Regions from separate parts of the Callithrix jacchus genome. Here region 1 is linked to region 2. A link is a contact called in public Hi-C data. All regions are on one chromosome and are shown on one strand. The core of a region is the stretch at or near the end of the contact, and the rest is flanking DNA. Distances in the headings are between cores, read along the strand shown. Region 1 overlaps LOC118151336 (a long non-coding RNA gene). Region 2 holds the start of ATP6V0E1 (ATPase H+ transporting V0 subunit e1).

The links. A called contact is a pair of places that touch in the nucleus more often than the background predicts.
Region 1: a Hi-C map of skeletal muscle shows a contact between it and region 2, with 2.3 times the contacts expected there. The contact joins the enhancer-like site here to the promoter of ATP6V0E1 in region 2.

Annotation. Positions count from the first base shown.
Region 1 is chr2:65,399,258-65,402,467 of calJac240_pri, forward strand. It overlaps LOC118151336 (a long non-coding RNA gene), which reads right to left. Exons shown (of 3, transcript XR_004739502.3): 2 at 782-853. Among named protein-coding and RNA genes, the nearest start is that of CREBRF, 11 kb to the right of the region's middle. Within about 2 kb of position 1,679, at least 1 of the 16 cell types and tissues checked has an H3K27ac peak or open chromatin away from gene starts, as enhancers often do. A contact at or near this core is called in skeletal muscle, where this site is marked.
Region 2 is chr2:65,333,701-65,336,783 of calJac240_pri, forward strand. ATP6V0E1 (ATPase H+ transporting V0 subunit e1) reads left to right here and starts at 1,435. Exons shown (of 4, transcript XM_003732295.5): 1 at 1,435-1,602. The coding sequence starts at 1,499. LOC128931013 (a long non-coding RNA gene) reads left to right here and starts at 1,611. Exons shown (of 2, transcript XR_008479261.2): 1 at 1,611-2,226; 2 at 2,408-3,083.

The DNA.
Region 1 (3,210 bases), core at 429-2,928, 66 kb after region 2:
TTGGCCAGGATGGTCTCAATCTCCTGACCTCGTGATCTGCCCACCTCTGCCTCCCAAAGTGCTGGGACTACAGGTGTGAGCCACTGCGCCTGGCCTATTATTATTTTTTAAGACAGCATTTTGCTCTGTCACCCAGGCTGGAGTGCAGTGGTGCAATCTCGGCTCACCGCAACCTCTGCCTCCCTGGTTCAAGCAATTCTCCTCCCTCAGCCTCCAGAGTAACTGGGACTACCGGCACGTGCTACCACGCTCGGCTCATTTTTTGTGTTTTAGTAGAGACAAGGTTTCACCGTGTTAGCCATGATGGTCTTCCTCTCCTAACCTCCTGATCCACCTGCCTCAGCCTCCCCAAGTGCTGGGATTACAGGCATGAGCCACTGCACCCAGCTCACAGATGTTATTCTTAATGTTTCACATATGTTAACTTGTTTAATCCTTATAACAACCCTATTAAATACATTTATTATTATCTTCATTTTATAGATGAAGAAATTGAGGTCTAATGTTGCAAGCTGTTGTCAAAAGATAAAGGTATAACAAACTTAGTTTAAAGATTTCAATTGACTTTATCTGCAATTCTAGAATCAGGCAACACTTCATTCCATAAAACTGAGTAAGTCCCAAAGAGCTGAGCTTTACACACAGAGAAGGGCTGAAGAAAGCAGAAGCAAGGAATAGTGTTAGTCACTTTTAGACAGAACAATAGAAATGTAACTGTTTAGTAACATTGGGTTACTTCAGGCTATCTTTTTTATTTAAGGATTAAAGCAGAGGAACTTACCTATCATACTGATTGAAGATTGAAACTGGCCTCTTTGGGAAACTGGTTGTTGTCTGTCTCTCCTATTTCTTGCTAGATCAGAAAACAGTTTAGGTTTGGTGATCTGGAACTTTAACATGGCTGACTCCATTTTTATTTTTAGCTGGTCTGTTGGGGACTAGTGTAGGAGCTTATTCCGAAACAATGGCCTCCTATAATGTTTTATTTAAAACTGATAAGTAGAGGACACACAGGGTTTAAATCCAGGAGACTCCGGCTGGGCACCGTGGCTCACACCTGCAATCCCAGCACTTTGGGAGGCCGAGGCGGGTGGATCACGAGGTCAAGAGATCGAGACCGTCCTGGTCAACATGGTGAAACCCTGTCTCTACTAAAAATACAAAAATTAGCTGGGCATGGTGGCGCGTGCCTGTAATCCCAGCTACTCAGGAGGCTGAGGCAGGAGAATTGCCTGAACCCAGGAGGCGAAGGTTGCGGTGAGCTGAGATCGCGCCATTACACTCCAGCCTGGGTAACAAGAGCGAAACTCCGTCTCAAAAAAATAAATAAATAAAATAAAATAAAAATAAATCCAGGAGACTCCGACTTTAGGGTTCAGGTCTGTCACTGAGGCTCCATGGCATGTTTCTGATGTGAAATTCCTCACCTTACCCACTGTCTTGTAGTCTTAGCTTCTTGACCACACCTTCAACCTTTCAGTGCCTATGGTTCCTCCCAGGTCTGAAAAGTCACATGGTTCTCATAATACCTTCCATTAAGCCAATAGGTTCCTGAAAATGAGGCCAGAGGCCATGTGGAGAATCCTAAACCTACTGCCTGGGCATGGGCAGGGTCCTGTGGTTCTGAATGGCTCAGAATGAATGAATTTCCTCCCATCCCTGGGATCCCAGCTCCCGTCTCCCCCTAGCTCCCCACCCAGACAGCCTTGGAATTACTAATCTCCTGCCTTAGAGGCAGACTATCAGGCCCAAAGGTAGTTCTTTCATTCTCTTTTTTTGTGACACCTCAATGCCCTCAGGCAATAAAAGGGCCTGGCTTGATTTCCCTGAGTTGCCCAAGGGGGCTGGCACCTGCGTTTCTCAGGTAAGGTGCAGCACTACCTGCTCTATGCCAGCGTTTCTGAAGCGCGGCGTCATGGGATTTTCGAGTGTTACACAGCAGGTGCATAGACAGTGCAGGTCCCCGAGAAAGCATCATCCTATCTTACCTCCCTCTGCCTGGAAACTTTCACCCCTCTCAGCTCGACCCCAGGGGCAGGTCCTGGAGGCAGTGTCTCTCCTCCTTCCCTCCAGAGGTGTGCACTCTGCTTCCCACAGCAACCCTTGCTTATCCCCATTATCACAACTGTACAGAACTCTCAGGTCTTTTCCAGGGGCCGCAGAAGCTTTCCTGCACAGGATAACTTGTTTAAGTTTGATCCCTACCATCTTGCACAAAAAGTTGCTAAGTAAATGTTCATTCACTGAAAGTTGGCTTGTAAAAAAACATTTTGTGAGAGATCAGCTTTTTTTTTTTTTTTTTTTTTTTGTAATTTTAGTCTCTAGGTATTGAGTTTGCTTAAAGGAAGGTAAAACTGTCTGACCTGGAGCTCTAAGGTCTTAGTGGGTAAATTTCATGTGACAGTCACACAGTGCCCCCTCACTTAGAAGAGCCCTGCACGTGATTTGATGCTCTGCTCTTGTATTGAAATTCTTAGTAATTTTTTTTATTTTTGAGACAGAGTTTCGCTCTTGTTGCCCAGACTGGAGTGCAATGGTGTGATCTTGGCTCACTGCAACCTCCGCCTGCCAAGTTCAAGCGATTCTCCTGACTCAGCTCCTCAAGTAACTAGGATTACAGGCATGTGCCACCACGCCCTGCTAATTTTGTATTTTTAGTAGAGACGGGGTTTCTCTATGTTGGTAAGGCTGGTGTCAAACTCCCGATCTCAGGTGATCTGCCCACCTCGGCCTCCCAAAGTGCTGGGATTACAGGTGTGAGCCCCTATGCCTGGCCTTGAAATTCTTAGTAATTTTTGAACATGGTCCATGCATTTTCAGTTGTCACTTAGCCCCACAAATTATCCAGCTGGTACCGCATACTAGAGGGAGACCCTCCAGTCAATCAGCAGGTCTGAATTGGGATCTACAACTATCTGTAATCCCTCTGAAAGCACCTGCACCATTAGGGGTGTGTATATTTGTGTGTGTTTTTCTGGAGAGCAAGTCTGTGGCTTTCATCAGACCTGAAGCAAAGCTCCAAGCAGTGGTTATTAATAATAACAGTAGCCATCTTTTACCTAGTGCTTATTGTGTGCCAGGCCCTAAGGACATTAGGTAATTGTGATAAGGACAGGAGGCAGGGAAATACCGGGTAGAAGACAGTGGTTCTCTGGCAAAGGCCCCACCCACAAGCCCAGCCCGTGGCCCTAACTGAGAACTTTACATCCC
Region 2 (3,083 bases), core at 185-2,684:
CACTATGTATCCCAGGCTGGAGTGCAGTGATGCAGTCTCAGCTCACTGCAACCTCCGCCTCCTGGGTTCAAGCGATTTTTCCACCTCAGCCTCCCAAGTAGCTGGGACCACAGGCACGTGCCACCATGCCTGGCTAATTTTTTTTGTATTTTTAGTAGAGATGGGGTTTCACCATGATGGCCAGGATGGTCTCAATCTCTTGACCTCGTGATCCGCCCGCCTCGGCCTCCCAATGTGCTGGGATTACAGGCGTGAGCCACCGCGCCCAGCCCAATTTTTGAATTTTTAATAGAGATGGTATTTCACCATGTTGCCTAGGCTAGTCTCCAACTACTGACCCCATCAGCCTCCCAAAGTGCTGGGATTACAGGTGAGCCACCATGCCTTTCCTGTTTTTTTTTTTTACTATTCTGGCTAATTTCTACTTGTCTTTCAAGGCTCAGCTGAGGACTAGTTGGGTGGAAAGCCTTGTCTGGTCATCCACTTACTTTCACACTGCATTGAGTGGCCTGTTTGCAAGTCATCAGTTCCCTAGAATGTGAACTCCCTCAGGGGTGCCTGACTGACTTCTGTAATTCTAGAACCTGGCACAGTACACAAGATATACAGTGGTGCAGTAGTTAAGAGCTCTGGCCTTGAAAATCAGATCATCAGAGGTTGAATCCTGGCACTGCCAGGATTCAATGTGACTTTTGGCAATATCCTTAGCCTCCTCCCTGGGCCTCAGTTTCTTCAACTGCAAAGTGGGGATAATAATTATAATTACTTCATAGGCTGAAGTGAGGAGTTCAACACCAGCTCATGCACTTTTTTTTTTTTTTTGAGACAGAGTCTTGCTTTGTTGCCCAGGCTGGAGTGCAGTGGTGCAATCTTGGCTCACTGCAACCTCCGCCTCCCGGATTCAAGCGATTCTCCTGCCTCAGCCTCCTGAGTAGCTGCGACCACAGGCGGGCACAACCACACCCAGCTAATTTTTGCATCTTTAGTAGAGACAGGGTTTTGCCATTTTGGCCAGGCTGGTCTTGATCTCCTGACCTCAAGTGATCCACCCGCCTCAGCCTCCTAAAGTGCTGGGATTACAGGCGTGAGCCACCGCACCCGGCCGTGGGCTCATGCACTTAAACATCATGGCCCAGTGCCAGGCACAGGGCATTTAGAATAGTAAGTTACTATTGTTAAGTTCTCTTTATGTCTGTTGCACAAGTAGATGAGACTGTCTAAAAGGGCCAAGTTCTCATCAGAACACTTTGCTAAGCCCCTCGTGACCGAACCCCTAGCTCTGGGGTGAGAGACGTGCCTCTAAGGAGCTGCGGCGGGGAGTCAGCCAGGCGAGGGCGGGGCTCTGCCTGGGCTCCCGGAGGGATGGAGGCTGGCGCGCGGGTCACGAGGGTGCTCGGGAGGCGGGGCTTCCGCACGCTGGTCACGCGGTCCGCTGTTGACACTTCCGGGTGAGACCGAGTGAGGCTGCGGGGTAGGGGCTGGCGCTCAGGCGGCGACCATGGCGTATCACGGCCTCACGGTGCCTCTCATTGTGATGAGCGTGTTCTGGGGCTTCGTCGGCTTCTTGGTGCCTTGGTTCATCCCTAAAGGTCCTAACCGGGGGTAAGTGCGCGAGGTCCGCGTTGGGAGGGACGCGCGGTGAGGAGAGGGCTGGCGGGGAAGGACACGACCCCCAGACGGGTCTGAGAACCTGGCAGGGGCACCGCCTGCACTCCAGAGTCAGGCCCCCGACGCGGCGGAGCTCCTTGTGTTCCTTTTCGCAGCAGCTTCAGAGTCCTCCGACCTGAGCGAGTGGAGGACACTCAGGAGGGTGACCTTTGGCGGACCCTAGTTGGAAACGACTTTCAGGGGAGTTTTTTTTCTTATCATTGTCCTGGGTGGGGAGGTGCAGTCAGAAATGAGCAGGCCGAATCTGGGAGAAACTGGGGTTTGTCCCAAGTCGACTGTCTCCCTTTAGCCCTGCCTTTCACCCACAGGAGGCCTCTGTTGCCTGAACTTAAGAAAAGGATCAAATAAGTAAAACAGATTGTCCTCTTTGCCTCCCATGCTGTCGCCGTTGCCTACAGAACAAGCTTGTTCCACAACATTGAGCCCAGGCCTTGCATCTAGTGGGCGCCAGGAGGTAGTTGGGGCCTGATCTAAAGCGAGATTAATTACCAAAGAGCAGGAGGTATTGTTGAGAAACCCCTGCGTCATACCTTTTGGAGGGCGCTCCGGCTCTTGTATGTGAGTATAAGAAGTGCTTAGAATGATTGGCTAAAAAAGATTTTTTTTCCCCAGACTTCTTTGTTGATTAGAGAGCTCTGTCTATTTTGGAATTAAACTTTTTAACTGTAGTGTAAAATAGAGGGTTATCTTCAAAGGAGCCTTGAAACACCCTCTTTCTGGTTCCTCTTTTCCTTTTTAGTCATTTTTTCTCAGCTCAAGATCATGAGAAGTACAACTTCAACTGAAGTCAGTTTGTCAGAAACATCGATCTGTTGCTTCATTCCTTGGACCTAACTGGTGGCTTCATAGTGCCTGGTTTTCACAGTACCTTGTATGCACCGGAGGCACCCAGTAAATACCTGTTGAGTGGATACTTCTATTGTCTTTATTAAAAGAAAAAGATTTCTATTACTTCCTTAATATTTTGTGACCTGAACCCCTTTTGCTCCCTGAATACACTTGATTTATTAGTCTAAAATAAATTACATATTTTTTTTAAAAAAGGGAAAAATGGTAGATGAATTTTTATCGTTTTTAAGTATCAAATTCCTCCTCCTTGGTAACACCAGTTATATGGGGTCATCACTCCTACCTCTGGAGGTTGATGGGCAGAGTCAGAATTCTGGCATTATTAAAGCAATTGTATTTCCCGAATTTAATTAGACTTGTTTTTCTACTGGAGTTAGAGAACAACAAAGTGTTCCTTTGTTGTGTTTATATCTTCCACTGTTTCATTACCCTACTGTCTGCCTTTCTGGCTTTGTACTCAGAAAAGCATTTATTAATGTACTAATAACACTGACAATTTCTTTCTTAAAGACCACCCTCTCCCCTTCCTTGGGATGTCATTGCTCTTATCCAGGGTAATGAAACCC